Regions from separate parts of the Mus musculus genome. Here region 1 is linked to region 2. A link is a contact called in public HiChIP or PLAC-seq data. All regions are on one chromosome and are shown on one strand. Each heading gives the region's core, a stretch centred on a gene start, on an enhancer-like site or on the middle of the called end of the contact. The rest is flanking DNA. Distances are from core to core; before and after follow the strand shown.

What was found. HiChIP or PLAC-seq counts read pairs in DNA pulled down with a chosen protein or histone mark.
Region 1: an H3K27ac HiChIP or PLAC-seq map of microglia shows a contact between it and region 2, with 6 times the contacts expected there. The contact joins the enhancer-like site here to the promoter of Trmo in region 2. A contact is called at or near these places in 1 of 39 promoter capture datasets (pre-B cells), 1 of 484 Hi-C or Micro-C datasets (CD4 T cells), 3 of 115 datasets of contacts at active chromatin or transcription factors (memory CD8 T cells, microglia and pro-B cells) and 1 of 9 other capture datasets (liver).

What each region holds. Positions count from the first base shown.
Region 1 is chr4:47,009,874-47,012,855 of GRCm38.p6, reverse strand. No RefSeq gene overlaps it. Among named protein-coding and RNA genes, the nearest start is that of Gabbr2, 20 kb to the right of the region's middle. Within about 2 kb of position 1,730, at least 147 of the 459 cell types and tissues checked have an H3K27ac peak or open chromatin away from gene starts, as enhancers often do. A contact at or near this core is called in memory CD8 T cells, microglia and pro-B cells, where this site is marked.
Region 2 is chr4:46,387,939-46,390,722 of GRCm38.p6, reverse strand. Trmo (tRNA methyltransferase O) reads left to right here and starts at 1,286. Exons shown (of 5, transcript NM_001347095.1): 1 at 1,286-1,405. The coding sequence starts at 1,330.

The DNA of each region.
Region 1 (2,982 bases), core at 481-2,980, 620 kb before region 2:
GGCTTTGTGAATGAAGCTGCTGGACAAGCTGACTTTACTGTGTCCTTAGGAATCCTGGGAACTGGGATACGGGCTCATCTGCTGAGGCCCGAGCATGGAGCATCGTCAGAGGCACTGGGGAAACCCCGGGAGCCAAGCCAAGTCCTTGCCTTGCTTGTCATCCTCTAGAATAATGACAGTCCTGTTCAAGGGGCAGGTGTGGCGCTTAACTGGCAGTCTGTGGGCTCCTCACAAGGAAAGCACTCTGACACCCGAGCTCCTGGTCATTTTTTTCCTGTCTGTCAGGTGGGGGTCGGGCTGCAGGAACGATTCATCAGCCACTTGGCACTGCCACATTGACCAACACGGAGCCGAGGACAGGCAAAAGAGCTGGGTGATGGGATGTACCAGCCAGATTGATTGCAAGAATTAATGGAAAATATTTGTTAATTGGATAGCAATTAACTTAATGCACATAATTCGGTGTGCAAACCACAGTCATACAGAATACAGAGCAAAGAAAACTGCCAGGCAGAGCAATACCAGGTGCCTGCTGTCAGCTCCACTCCCCTTCTGCCAGGAGCTTAAATGTGTCCTTTGGCATTCCTGAGAAAAGATGACTTTTTTTGAAAGTAATTTTTGGCTGGGAAGATTTGGCCACATCATTACCAATGAGTCTATTTTGTCATGCAGGATATGGCCTGTTGACATCCTTCCATCCTCTACTGAATGTCCCAAGAATGGACGCAGTTGCTGCCACGGCCCCATGAGGTTTTAGTATGTGCAGAACCTGGGCAGCAGCCCTGGGAGCCCTTCTGGCAATCTTATACCTGGAGGAATACTCCATACTGGCTCCTGCCCACACTCCTAGACATCCCTGCAGCTTCCAGCATTTTCTACAGATTTGGCCTTGCCTCTCTGCACAATGAGCCATTCAGAACACTCGCACAGTGCTTCCTACGCGATGGTATTGCTGCATGAAGTGGGGTCTACTCCCCGGGACATCCATAAGAGGTGAAATCCCAATAAGGACCCCAGGGATGTGTGTGTCCATTGCATCATGAGAAATCATGTACTGCTCTTACCGCAGCAAATAAACATTACATGCTTGCTGTTACCTCCCAATCTGTGGCCTGCAGGTGCATAGAATGTGACCCAGAACATCTCTACATGACAACATCATGCTCAATGTCAAAAGGTAACTAGGGCGATGCTAGGTCTCCTTCAAATCCAAATAGGCACACACTGTGGCTATCTACATATCCATATGTAAGTCCCCTGCCCTTCCAGGGCCACCATTCTTGCCATTTACAGCAAAGGGATGCTCAGAGAAGTTAACTTGGTGGAGATTTGGACTCAACTTACATATGAAATTCGCCACTTAGGAATTGTAAGCACAGCAGAGGGAGTGCTAGGGTATGCTCATCCCACCCGAGGTCCAGAGACATGAGACCTGGTTGAAGTCCTGTTGACACCAATGAGGGCAAGCAAAACATATCACCTGTCTCTGGAGCCTGGGTTTCCCTGTGCAAGACAGAGACAGCAGATGCTCTGTGTCTAGGTTGCAGCGAGGACTGAGGTCATACACGCTGGAGCTGGAGCGCAGTGTCAGCTGAGAAGTGCAACACACAAACTAGTTAATGGCTTTATTCTCCTGCCCCCCCCACCCCCCCCCACTATGGTGGAAGAGGAAGAAGCTCAGAGAATGAGGAAGTTGCAGTAGGTGGAACTTCAGAGTTGCCATGGGAACCAAAGCTCCGAGGCTGATCAAGGCAGGAAATACCATCTGGCTTTAAAACACCAAAAAAGCCTCCACTCACCCCGGACTTCTTTCTGTAAACAGTGAAATTAACAGCATCCCCGGCTGCCATGTCAGCCCAGAGCGAGCATGGGATGGCTTGTCATTCTCTTGCTGTCCATGGTCAGATCTGATCTAGACAGAGCCCCTCAGGAGATTCGGATTCACTGGCTGTCATATGCAGAGACTTAAGTCACCCGGTAACCCTGAGCTGAAATGGGAGGAAACCCTCCCTCTCAACCTCAACCCTTCCGCAGCCTCTGCAAACCTGAGGGAAGGATATAAGTGGTACCCAGAGACTGCAGCAGGGAAACAAGGGTCGCAGCCAGTCCCAACTCTGGAACATCAGGTCAATGACAAAGCAAAGTCAGATTTTCAGTAAGTTCACTGTGACTTTCCCTCCTGCCTTTGCTATTGCCCTTGCTTCCTGGGAAACGCTAGGCTTGGGACTTCTCTGGCTCCCCATAGACTCCAAGCACAACGTTTCTTGAGTCTTGCATCTCCCAGGAATCTGGCAAGGGGAGAGCTAGCACATCTGTTGGTGTTTCTGTAAAGTGCACATATGAAAATGAACGGGGATGCGGTTTTCAAACAACAGGGCTGTGCCCTTAATGCTTTTCAGGATCCAGGGGGAACACCCTCTTTTTGACAGCCCCTCAGGGTGAGCACTCACAGGGATGGTGACTTTTACCACAGGGATTGCCAGGAACCACGTAGGCAGAGAGCACTACTGGGAGTCTGGACTCAGGGTGCTGTGCTGTGCAGCCTCACTTGCCCTCTCTGAGCCCACCTTCTACATCATAAGAGAGTTCTGTGGGAGTGTCTCAGGCACCTTCTCCAGTCTTGAGGTGCTGTGACCTGAGAACCTGTTGCTGCTGAAATCACCCGATGCTTTCTTCATCCAGTAACACCAACCAGAGTTTAAAGTCCTCTGTGACTGGGCTCTAGAAATTTCCTGGGAGTGAGACTTGGGGAGGAAAATGGTCTCCATGTCCTTCAAGCTAAGGGGCCACCTCAGACCATCATGTCCACACAACTCTAGAGCCTTTACCTGTCACAAGGAGTGTCGGTGGCCAAGCACTTGGCTATGTTTGCTCTAAGTCACCCTACTACATTCTCCGACACCCAGACTGTGCCTGACTGAGCACCTCATCCACGAGGCCATGGGCAGCTTCATTCCTGGGCTTACGAAGGCTCGTTCTGCA
Region 2 (2,784 bases), core at 37-2,536:
GGAATTAGACGCAGTGAGTGGCAGATCTTGATGGAGGGCAAGCCCCTTTCACTTTTGACTGTCTTATTAACAGCGCCGACTAGTGGCAACTGCAGCTTAGCCCATTTTTACAGCGTGTACGTGTTGCCCAAAGGCACACAAACTTGTTTCTCCAGCTAGACAACAACTCTATCTTCTACAAGAAAAAGGGGGGTAAAAAACTTTTGGAAATTTCATGGACAAAACTGACAGAGGGCACAGTATCAGTTTTAACTTAAGAATTCACAACTTTCTCTCAAAAACCTGTCTCCTAATACTGATTATTTCCTACTAGGGACTTGTTTAGTCAGTGACAACAAACACTTGGAAACAGCTTTTCACGGTTAAGCCTTTAATCCGTGGATTCGCATTTTTTAATATTTTATATTACAGGTAATGTCAGGTGGATTCCCCCCTCTCTTCGAAACCAACAAGATTTTGAAATCCCCAAACATAATCATGTATGCAAAGAGTTTGGGTTAAAGAATCTTTTTTTGGGGGGGAGGGGCGGTTAAAGAATCTTACAAGTGGCTAAAGAGCAGGCAATTGGAGCAGGGAGAGAAAATACGGTTTTTGCTGGCTCTTCATCCTTATTTCGGTTCCAGTGGTTTGGAGCACAAACGTTCTCACTTAATAACTTCTAGCCTAGCTTGCTTGTAACACCTACCATTCTTGATTTTCTTGCCCTTTTCCGACAAATAGTTATTACTTAAAAAGTGGAGGGGAGTGATAAATATAACACGTATGCCCACGTCCAAGGGAAATTTTAAACATTTAACGTCCAGCTCTTGGGCCGCTAGTTGGCTCAGCGAGTAAAGGAACCGGCTAACACGACCTGACTTTGATCCTGGGAGCTACGCGGCCATGAGGAGTATCGGCTCCGGCATTTTGTCATTTGACTTTGACATGCTCCCGCGCACACAATAAATGGAAAAAAAAAAGTCCCAAACTCCAGTTCTTTTGCTATGTGATCATAGATGGACATTCACATCCTTTCCCTTTAAACTCAAGGTTATTTTTGGTCACCGAGGCCGCTTATAATTCAAGGGTATCTTTGCGTGTACATCTTTATCCACATGTCCCACCTTCGGAGGGTATGGTGCAGGCTGTCGCGAGGCCGCCATCGCCGCGTGGTGGGTGAATGATGGGCCTCACGGCGTCCGGGAACCCACCCTCCACGCGGCAGCTCGGCCGCCATTGAGCGCGTTCTCCAAGACCCGGCACCTAGCGACAACTGCGCAGGCGCCAAAGCCTAACGCGCGGAAGCGGAAATCAGCGTTGGGCGCGCGGACGACTCAGCGGCCTGTAACCATGCGCGGCTTGGAGAAGCAGGGCTCGTGTGCTACGGCGGCCCCATGTGGGTGCGTTCAGCCGGCCCTGGAGGCAGGTAACGTTATGGAAAAAGGTGGCGCCGCACCCTAAGCTAGGCGGCCCGCTTCCCTGGCCAGAAGAACGCGAGCCACCTGACGTACATTCTTGTCCTTGCCGCCAAAGTAAGGGTCACGTGTCTCGACGACCACGTGACATGCTAAGGCTAACGGGAGTGACGTATTAGGATCTTGGTACACGGGGTGTGGTCTGGGCTTAGTTTCAGTACAGTAGCTGCGTCGGCCACGTGTGTAGTGTGGTCTTTTTCCGTAGGGGGTTACAGGAAGGTGGGATGTGTGTGACTGATGCCCTCATTTGGTCCAAGTTTCTTCGCCTTTAATCTTTTCCCACCAGTACATGGATGAGGATTTAAAAACAAAACCCCCAAACAAACAAAAACTATACAGTAGTAATTGTAAATATTCTTGGAGAAAACGTCAAAGTTGTCAGAAGCGCACACAATATAGATGGAGAGAGAAAGGCAGTTTATATAGATAATTTACAGGGTGGTGTCAGCTTTTATAGAATTCAAAATGTATTGTTTAGGCTCGAAAGTACATATGATAAGATCTCTTTCTGAAAGGAAGTAAACGATGATAAAGATCAGATTGCAGCTCCTGGAAGCAGTCGACAGAGATGCAAGAAGTGGCACTGAGGTCTTTGGAGTGGCTGGCAGGTGTATTATGCTTTAACTTACATACATACTATATGTGTATGTATGTATATATATATATATATATATATATATATATATATATATATATATATTCTTTTCCCCCCTCTGTATAAGAGTATTTTTGTCTCCACACTCCTACCCTGGAGACAGGATTTTTCTGTGAAGCCCCGGCTGGCCTGTGCTCACTCTGTAGACCAGGCTGTCCTCTTGTTGGTTTAGAGCTTTGAGGTAATGAATTAGAACCTCTAAGAATCTCCACTTTGTGCTGCCCTCTTCTTGTGGCAGGAAGGGTTCTGGGTATACCTGAGCTACACCTAAAGACTTTAAAAAAAAAAAAATTGTGTGTTCGTAGCTCTGGCTTACCTCCAACTCAGGGATCTGCCTGCCTCTGTCTCCCAAGGATTTAAAATAGGTCTAATACATCACAACAGTAAAAAGAGTTTGTATAAGCAAAAAGCAAGGAAACATATTGTGAGAGTTAGTGCTAGATCTTACTGGTTGTGCTAATAAGATATAATAGGATAGATAGGTTTGATGCAAATTAAATAAAATGGAGATCTGGAGTGTCCCTATAAAGAACATAAAAAGAAATAATTATAAATTATAGTTTATACTGCATAATATACAATCAACACATGTATTAATATAATTTATGAATTTTTATGACTATAAGTAAAAATTGAGGTGGGTATGCTGGTGCACAGTTGTGATCCCAGCAGTTA